2 separate regions of the Rattus norvegicus genome follow, and region 2 is linked to region 1. A link is a contact called in public HiChIP or PLAC-seq data. All regions are on one chromosome and are shown on one strand. The core of a region is the stretch at or near the end of the contact, and the rest is flanking DNA. Distances in the headings are between cores, read along the strand shown.

Evidence for each region. HiChIP or PLAC-seq counts read pairs in DNA pulled down with a chosen protein or histone mark.
Region 2: a contact with region 1 is called in an H3K27ac HiChIP or PLAC-seq map of oligodendrocytes, with 5 times the contacts expected there. The contact joins the promoter of Slc16a13 here to the promoter of Dlg4 in region 1. A contact is called at or near these places in 2 of 12 Hi-C or Micro-C datasets (both in liver) and 1 of 1 datasets of contacts at active chromatin or transcription factors (oligodendrocytes).

What each region holds. Positions count from the first base shown.
Region 1 is chr10:55,237,601-55,241,793 of GRCr8, forward strand. It overlaps Dlg4 (discs large MAGUK scaffold protein 4), which reads left to right and starts at 2,184. Exons shown (of 20, transcript NM_019621.2): 1 at 2,184-2,269. The coding sequence starts at 2,240.
Region 2 is chr10:55,434,875-55,439,524 of GRCr8, forward strand. It overlaps Slc16a13 (solute carrier family 16, member 13), which reads right to left and starts at 1,571. Exons shown (of 4, transcript NM_001005530.1): 1 at 1,088-1,571; 2 at 804-947. The coding sequence starts at 1,286.

The DNA.
Region 1 (4,193 bases), core at 934-3,433:
ACTGGAGTTACAGTTAGTTGTGCATTGCCATGTATGTGGGCACTGGAAACTGAACACAGGTCCTCTGTCTGAGAGCAACAAACGCTCTGAATTGCTGAGCCATCTTTTGAGCCTGGTCTAAAAGTTTGTTCATGTGTGTGTGTGCACTCAAATAAGCCCTTATGAGAAGGCAACTTTCAATAGTTCTCTCCACCTTTATGTGGGTCCCTGATGTCAGGCTTGACAACAAGTTCATTTACCCAGTGAGCCATGTCACACCCACTCCCCACCCTGTCCCCCCTGTCCCCTTCTCAATATGGTCAGGTCTGGGAAGGAAAAGCTGAATTCTGAATTGTTGGGACTACCTTAGATAGAATCATCTCCCCCCACTCTCAGAAAAGTTGCTAAATTATGCCAGATTTTTGGGGAGGCACACTATGTGAGCAAGGTGTCACCTGATGACCTGGGGAAGAACGGAGCCATGACCTGCTTGTCTACACTACAACTGCTTAGGGTGAAGACAGCTCAGCTTCAATCCTGGCGGATTAGGGAGATTAAATGGAGAGAAGAGAGATGTCCCAGAGACCAAGAGGTGAAAAACGGGTCTTTGAAGGGGAGAGATCTAGGTCCGTGATGGGGGCCCAGGGGCTCCTTCTCTTGCTGAATCTTTCCATAGGGTCCAGAAAGAGAGGACAAAGGCTGGGAAAACCTTAGATGATTAAGTATGTGAGTGGCTTGGTCTCCATCCTTTGTCACTTGCTTTTTACCAGCTCCCAGGTCAGCCCTCTGGCTCCTGGCCCCGCCACTATTGCGGTGGGCACCTCCCCTCCTCACAGTGCTGCACAGTGACCTCTTCCAGGCCTTGCTGGGTGAGTAATGCTAGTGTTCTGAGGGGCCACAATGGAAAGGGCTGGCCTGCGGTATGGGGTCACCTGTTATAGGTTCTAGGCTGGTTGGAATCCTGCAGAGCCCCTAGTCCAGGCTCTTGCTTTTGTGGTCATCCCACTGTGTCCCAGCAGCATCCATCCTAGCTAGAGGAACTTGTCTCTCAACACACAGAGCCATGGGTAGCAGGGGTGGCCAGAGGGGCCTGAGGTTTGGGAGGTGACTTAATTCTGTTCCTGTGACAGACATCCTGGACTATTATGAGGCTTGCATCTTAGAGAGTCAGGTAAGGTGATGATGGTGGGTGCCTGGCTTCCTGACTGCTCAAGCTGGCAGGACTGGAGGGATGAGGACGTTCTTGCTAATTTTAAACTGAGACTTAGGGGCCTTGGCAACAAAATCCCTAGTACTGACTGAGGAGTCGGGGGCACTGACAGTGCTCTTTCTGTGGGCAGCCAGCCCTGTACCCTTTCTCCGTTCTCCCCTTTCTTGGCTTGCCCCAATTTCAGCACCAGAAAGTCCAGGTCATAATTAATTACTTTTCAGACTTCTTCCTGTGACTCCTAGGGGAGAACTAGGTCCCCAAGGTTCTCTAATGTTAGCCCCTCCCTCAGCCCCGTACCCCGTGGTGTGGCCTCCCTCCAGCACTCAACCAGCCAGGGATGCTCTCATCTCAGATGTGGGCCTTTTCCCTCTAAGGAATGAAATCCGTCCTCGTCTTTAATGTCATCATCGAGGTTAGCCAGGTCTCCATGTTTGCCGTAGGGCCTCTCTGCTTGTGCTTCTATCTCCTTTCCCATTATCCGGGTTCCTGCCAGCAGTGAAGGAGTTAACACTGCCAAGGCACCCCCCCATTCTGGCTCCTAGCTCCCTCCCTCCCTCCCCCTGCTTCCTCTCTCCTCCTCTCTCCCCTTCCCTCCTCGGCTCCGCGGCTACATCGGCCGCTGCCATCTCCAACCCCCCCCACCCCACTCCCCCGCCACGGCCCCTAGCCCCTGGCCGTTTGGCAAGACCCCCGCATACCCCGGGGCTTCCCGAAATCCAGATCCCCTCCCCCACCCCAGCTCATGCCCCAGCCCCAGAACTCCGGGGCTGCCAGCCCCCTGTGCCCCTGCCCCTCCTGAGAATCGGGGTGTGCTCCTCAAGCCCCCTCCCCTCCACTGGGGAGCCCCCTTTAGGGTCCCCCCTCCCTTCCACGCTCCCCTACCCTTCTCTTCTCCAACCTTCTCCTTCCCCTCTCACCCCTCCCCCCATCCTGGCCCCCCCTGCAAAAGTGGGGTGCGGAGGGGGGAGGGGTGAGAACCCACCGAGGGGAGGAACAAAACTCCAATGAAGTCAGAGCCCCCTACTCGCCGCCGCGGCCAGGCCCCCCAACATGGACTGTCTCTGTATAGTGACAACCAAGGTAAGCATGATGGGGGGAGCAGTGGGGAGGGGGAGTAGGTAATGAATTTGTGGAGAAGGCTTAGGTAGGCCTTATCTAGGGTTGCAGGCACTGAAGTGAGCGCATCTAAAGTAAGATGTATTAGAGGGGTCACAATTTAGTTTTGGGGTTCACATCTGAGAAAACGATGGATTTGGTCCACAGGTGCCTCCTGGAGTGATCATTTTGTACCTATAAAGAAATGGAGAATTTGATTTGGTGTTTGGGGTGTCTTGGTGGGCTCTGGTGTTCATCAGCAGTGTTTTGAGGGCAATTTATTTAAGGAGAAGCCCGCCTGCCTCACATGGGAGTTCTGCTCATATATGTGGGAAGGTGGGCTATGTGAGTGTGTTAGGGGGAGGGTTGTCTTCCTTCCTGGGCAAAAAAGCTCATTTCAAGATGCTGACCAATTGACCAATTTTGGGGGGGTGTCTCTTGGCATAAGGGTAAAGGTTACTGGTTGTGTCTGGCTTGTCTGGCTGTGTCAACTAGCAGGTAAGGGTGGGCCTTCAGGTAATAAAACATCTTGTGCTAGACATGTTTGAGATGCTCCTGATTTGAGGGAATTGTACATTTAGGGTTTAATTATGTGGAATAGAGTGAGTGACCTGGGAGTTTCCAGAGGGCTGAGGCCTGATGCAGCCTTACCTGAGAGAATGGACCAGGTGGGATTAGGATTCAGGGTACTCCCATGGGAGCTAGAAGGTTGCAAAGCTGAGGTTGTCATCTCGTAAGAAGGATGAGAGGTGTGGGGTAGGAGGATAAAAAGAAGGTAGTTGAGGAGGGGGACCATGTGGGTGGTACAAAATTTGGGGGTAGCCCAGGCAGGTGCCCACTATTCCCATCTCCCACATTTTATCTAGCCTTGGTCAAGAGAACAGAATAGCAGATGGGGAGGGGGGCTGTTACCCTGACGCTTGAGAGGACACCTGGATCTAAGGGTCTCTGAAGGCTTGTGAGGTGAAGAGGCCACTGGGGTAAAACGGTATAGAAAGAGGGCAGGGCTGGCGGAACTGGGATCCATACAGGGTACAAGGGTGTCCCTGTGGTCAGAGCCTGGAAAGAGTGGGAGATCTGGGATGAAAGCCCAAGAAGCTTAGGTCGGTCGCTTGCTCCCAGACTCTGGGACTGGCAGGCTAGATGCCTGGTGTGAGGAGGGAGGCTTGGGCGGGCGGCAGGCAGCTGGGGGTTGGGGGGTGGGACAGGAAGTGGGGGCCGGGGGAGGCGGGGTCCGGGTGAGTCACAGGCTGGGGAGGGGGTTATATTTAGTGGGAACTGCAGCTTCTTATGGAAGGAAGCTGAGGACACACATGTTCCTTGCCACAAACTCACACATGTGTATACACATGCATTGTGCACGTGTGAACATGATTAGAGATTGGGGACTGAAGATTTCAGGTCTGCATCCTTTACCCCATCTACAGGGCTGGTTGTTTTTCTCCTGGTCTGTGGATTTTGGGCTTTCTTCCAGGCTGCTGCTTCTCTTATCCCCCGTAGTTTTCAGTAGATTTTTGTGCCTCGGTTCTTCTAGCCCTCTTTCAGTCAGTGTCTGCCTGTGTTCTTTGTGCCTTCTGTCCTTAGGCCTAATCCCTGGCCTTGGCAACCTAGCTGTCATCACCTTTGTACTGATGTATATAGGAACTCATTGGAATGTGTGAGTTCTCCTTCTAACATGAACACATGAAATCCAATAAGGGTGAGGGGCTTAGTAGCACTGGTAGCTATTCTGAGTGGATGTGTCTATTCATTTCTCTGCTCCAGTTTTCAATGTGTTCGATGGAACACATGATTGAGCAACCCTGAAGGTAGGAGGCTTGCCTAGAGGATCATGTATTCAGGTCTTACTGAGGTTTGGAGACCCATGTTTGCAACATTCATTGGTCAGAAAACTTGTCAGCCTTAGATG
Region 2 (4,650 bases), core at 321-2,820, 200 kb after region 1:
CTTTGGAGGTGTTTAGAGCACCCAGCAATCCCAACACTACTTAGTGGCAGACTAGCCCCTGCTTTGGACTCCCTCAGACCTGGGTCCTCATAGTGCTGGCTTTAACATTTTCTAGCTGTGTGACGTTCTGTGTTCTGCTTATTCTCCCAGGCTCAACCACCTCATCTGCAAAATGGGGTTAACACACTTTATGGCACTGGTGTCTGTCCTTCTTGATGTATTGACTCTTCAGTACAGTTCCTCATGCTGTGGTGACCCCCAACCATAAGATTATTTTCATCACTACTTCCTAACTGTATTTTTGCTACTGTTATGAATCGTGAATGTAAATATCTGATGTCAGGGTGTATCTGCTATGCGACCCCCATGAAGGGATCGTTTGACTCTCTCAGAGGGGTCGCTCCCCACATGTTGAGAATCTGGGAAGACAAGAGATAGTGGTCCTAAAGTAATTAACACAAAACTTTGGCATTAAGAGCCCCATTTCTACTGTTTCTGGCTACATTAATCTTCCTTTGCCCAGGTGTGTAAGCATGGAAAGCTTCATTGTTATTTTTTAAGTAGGCAATGATATCTATTTCAGCCCATACGTAGCACAATCTTAAAGAAATTCTCCCTTCTACACTCCAGCCTGATGGGTTTGGGCTTGTGCTTTCTGGATTATCTCTGACTTAGTCATTCAGCTTAAGAATTTCCTTCAGGGCATAGGTTCTCCCTAAGCCTTTTTGGAAAGAGGAAAGAAGGTGAAAATCCAAACGCTTAAAATCCAGGCCTTGGACTTCTGCCCTTGCCCAGGGTCTCACCTGACAGCAGCCCAATACTCAGGTATAGGTGGGTCAAGGAGGTAGCAAATGAGGCAAGCAGCATCCCCAGCGCAGCCAAGATGCCCCCAGTCATCACCACAGGCCTGGGCCCCAACTTCGTGCTCAGGGCACTGCCTATTGGGCCTGGGGAATTGGAATGGGTTCTGCGAGGTGGTCTCCGCCATCCTCCCTCAGCATCCTCCCGACACTTTTCCCTTTCTGGTCCCCAAACTCCCTCTTTTCTCCGAGGGTGGCAGACCACCGCACCCGAACGCAGCACTCACTCCCAAACTGCTGCACCGCGATCCCTATGGAAGCGATCCAGGAGACTCTGGCTGCCTGCTCCTCAAACGCCGCCACAAATTCCACGAAGAAGACACCAAAGGAACGGAGCACCCCAAACACGAGCGCCGACTGGAAGAACGCTGAGAGCACCACCATCCATCCCCAGCCCCCATCGGGGGGCTCAGTCCTATGCACCATTCCGGAAGGAACAAAGGGGTAGCTCCTAAGAGCCCCTGCTTGATCTGGGCTTTAAACCGCTCACTTTGGCCCTCCCACCAACCCTGCAGGACGCTTGGCGCTAAGCTGGGGCTGGTCGCCAGGAAGTTACTGATAAAGCATGTGGCGCCTGCGCCTTTCCCCAAGAGAAAGGAGGCCTATGAACCGGGACCTGCCACCGACACAGGGCCGGGTTAGCCCGCAGCTGAGACCCAGACGCCAGCCAGATGATTTCTTTAGAGGCCAAAAAGCAAAACCAGGTTCGAGCCACAACCCTAACGAGAGGTAATCTGGTTGTGGATTATGTTATCTTTGAAGAATCACCACCTGCCTAAGTGGGCCACATCCAACACTTGGCTCGCCAATTAGGATGCAGTTCTTCAGAGCAGGGGGTGGGTCCGGAGGGGCTGGGCGGGGTTTACAGCATTGTTCTGGACCTGCAGTGAGAGAGGGGCGCATGCGTAGGGCGGGGCATGAGGAGGCTAGGTCTCACGTGACAAGGGACCTACCGCGAGGGTTCTGCGGGTGCTGGGTCAATCACATTTCCAGACTTGCATCAAAGGGTTGGTTCTGGATAAACTGGTCCTGACCAGGCAGAAACTCACTTGCTTAGTGAGGGATCCAAGAATTGCCAGGCAGCGTGGGTACGAAGGGATAGGTTATGAGGTAAGAGTCAAACTGATAGAGCACTTGAGGCGACTAGAAATGCCCTGAAAAATTCTAGACGACTGAATCGAGGGGTAGGGGGCGAGGAAGAGAGAAGACTGGAAAGCACAGACTGTGATTCCAGCTGCTCTGGAACCAGGGGCAAGATCATGGTCAACGTGGGCAGTTTATCTAGACCCTGTCTCAATTTTTAAAAATTAATTAAGAGGGGGTATACGGAACTATTGAATAGTAGGTCCTGGTTCAATTCCCCGTATTGCTCCCCACCCCACCCCCACCCCCGTTATAAAGCGGGGAGGCAGGGAACTGAAGAACGAAGCCGGTGACGTGTTGGAGTCCTGGCATTCGTTTCTGTAATGAGAATTTTTTTTCCTGCCGTTTCTGACCCCACTAGCAGGAAACTTGCAGGTCACTGAGACCAAAAATAACTGGGGAGAGGAAGGGCGGCTGTCACACCATCCGAGTCCCCCATTCCTACCTACTTTTCCCTCAGCGCTGCTGGAAGCTTTCTCTAAGCCTTCTAGTACTGGCCATTTCCTGAGCAGTTGTTTTGGTTTTTTGATCTTATGCTGAACTACTTAAGAGAGACCATCTATGACCCTGGTCACTGGAGCAATCAGCCTCTTATCTAACCAGGGCTCTAGCAGGAACTTCCCCCTCACCTCGTGAGAGCAATGACTTGGGCTTTTCTTTTACTATACCTCAGGCTCCCCAGGACTCTGACCTTGAAACCTTGGGTTTGAATTCATACGCAGACCAATGGGGAATGAGGCAAACAAGAGGGGGATGGGATAAGAATCTATGCTGTTAAGAAATCATACTGTAGGGGCTGGAGAGATGGCTCAGCAGTTAAGAGCACTTGCTGTTCTTGCAGAGGACCAGGGCTCAGGTCTTGTCAGCTCCCACGGTGTGGTCTGTAACTCCTGTCCCAGGGGATCTGACACCCTCTTCTGGCCTCCACAGGCACTGTACCCATGTGGGTCACGTACATACATGTAGGCAAAACACTACACATTAACATAAATATATAAACCAAGTTTGACTGCACAGACCTGTCTGCAACCCCAGCTATTTAAGAGACTGGGGTAAGAGGGCAGCAAGCTTGAGGCATGTCGGGATTACAGACTGAAATGAAGGCCAGTCTGGGCAATTTAGTGTGATCCTATTTTAAGGGAATAAATGGTGAACTTGGCCGTGTTAGCATGCCCCAGTTACTCTGGTACTTAGGAGGCAGAGTCAAGTTTGAAACCAGCCTGAGCTACATATTAGACCCTGCCTCAAAAGCTCGAGGGGCTAGAGAGATGGTGTAGCAGGTGAAGTGCTTGCTTTGAGGGCCTGGTAACCCGAGTTCAATCCCTGAAACTCAGGAACTCGGAAGGAGAGACCTGACTCCACAAAGTCATCCTCTAACTTTCACACGTATACACGCCATGGTGTGTGCACACGAAAATACCACACATGCATGCGACCATAATAAATTAGTTAGGTTTATAAAATGAAAAGCCCTGTTCTCTAAACCCAAAGGGTTTTGGCCTCTCGTGGAAGTCCCTGGGTTCAATCCCTTGCACCAAGCAAATCCAAACCAACTTATGTTGCATTTCTCAGTGCATATGTGGAAAATGAAATGCTGAAATCCTTTGGGTCTGCAGTTTTGTTATCCGTAGACTCATGAACAGGGATATGTCAATGGTGTAGAAAATACTTGAGTCTCAAAAGAGCCTGGTCTTTAGAACTTTAGAATCAGATCACAGTCCCAATCTTGTCTTTACCACGTTTTACTTGGTCAAGAGACTTAACTTCTCAATTGGTTTCATCTGGGAACTGGGGAGAATACTCCCTACTTTTTTAGAGTTGCTGGGGGTTAAAGATAAGTCTATGCATTTAACATATGGTAAGTAATGATAGCTGGTCCTATTTTTGATAGGGGCCAAGCTGTAACTTCTGCTTAGTTTCTGTATTTTGCTTTTTTAAATAACCTAGGTTATGGACTTTGGGAAAGAATGAAGAAATACAAGCAGCCACTAAAATGAGATTACCAGGGAGAGCATTAGACTAAAGAAGGAAAACAAAAAACCCACAGCCTGTAGTTGGTGCAGGCACTTCAGAGATGGAATTTGTCTTTCCAACATCTGAGGAAAGTCCAGAGGGAGGGACCCTTAGACTTAGTGACCTTTGGCCTTGGGCTGGGACACACCTGTGCACCCTGGACCCACAAGTCATGGGGAAAGACACAAGCATTGAATGTTTAGATAGACGCCAAGATACTACAAATGGGAGGTGGATCGGGCACACAGACACTCAGCTTTCTCCTTGTGGCTGCCACAGCCAGCCTCTCTTGTTCTTATGGGACCCACATCCTACCTATCTTTGGTGATGGTTGCGTGTGAGGAGGTGGGGGTAGGCTGGTCACATGCATTAAGAACCCTGGGCTAGCACAGATGCACTTCCCAGGTTCTTTCCTACTTTCTCCCGGAAGCCTCCCCACCTCGGTCAGGAAGTGACTTCAGACCGGCAGGATGCAGGTGGCTCCGGATAAACTTCATGAAGTCACCGGTTCCTAGACAATGAGCCGGAAGGCTGGGGCAGGGAAGGACCATCGAAGAGGACTAGTGGGATGGAACAGTGCAACGAACCCAGGATCCAAGTCATTAGTTTCCAGAGTCGCTTTCCAAGTCTCCAC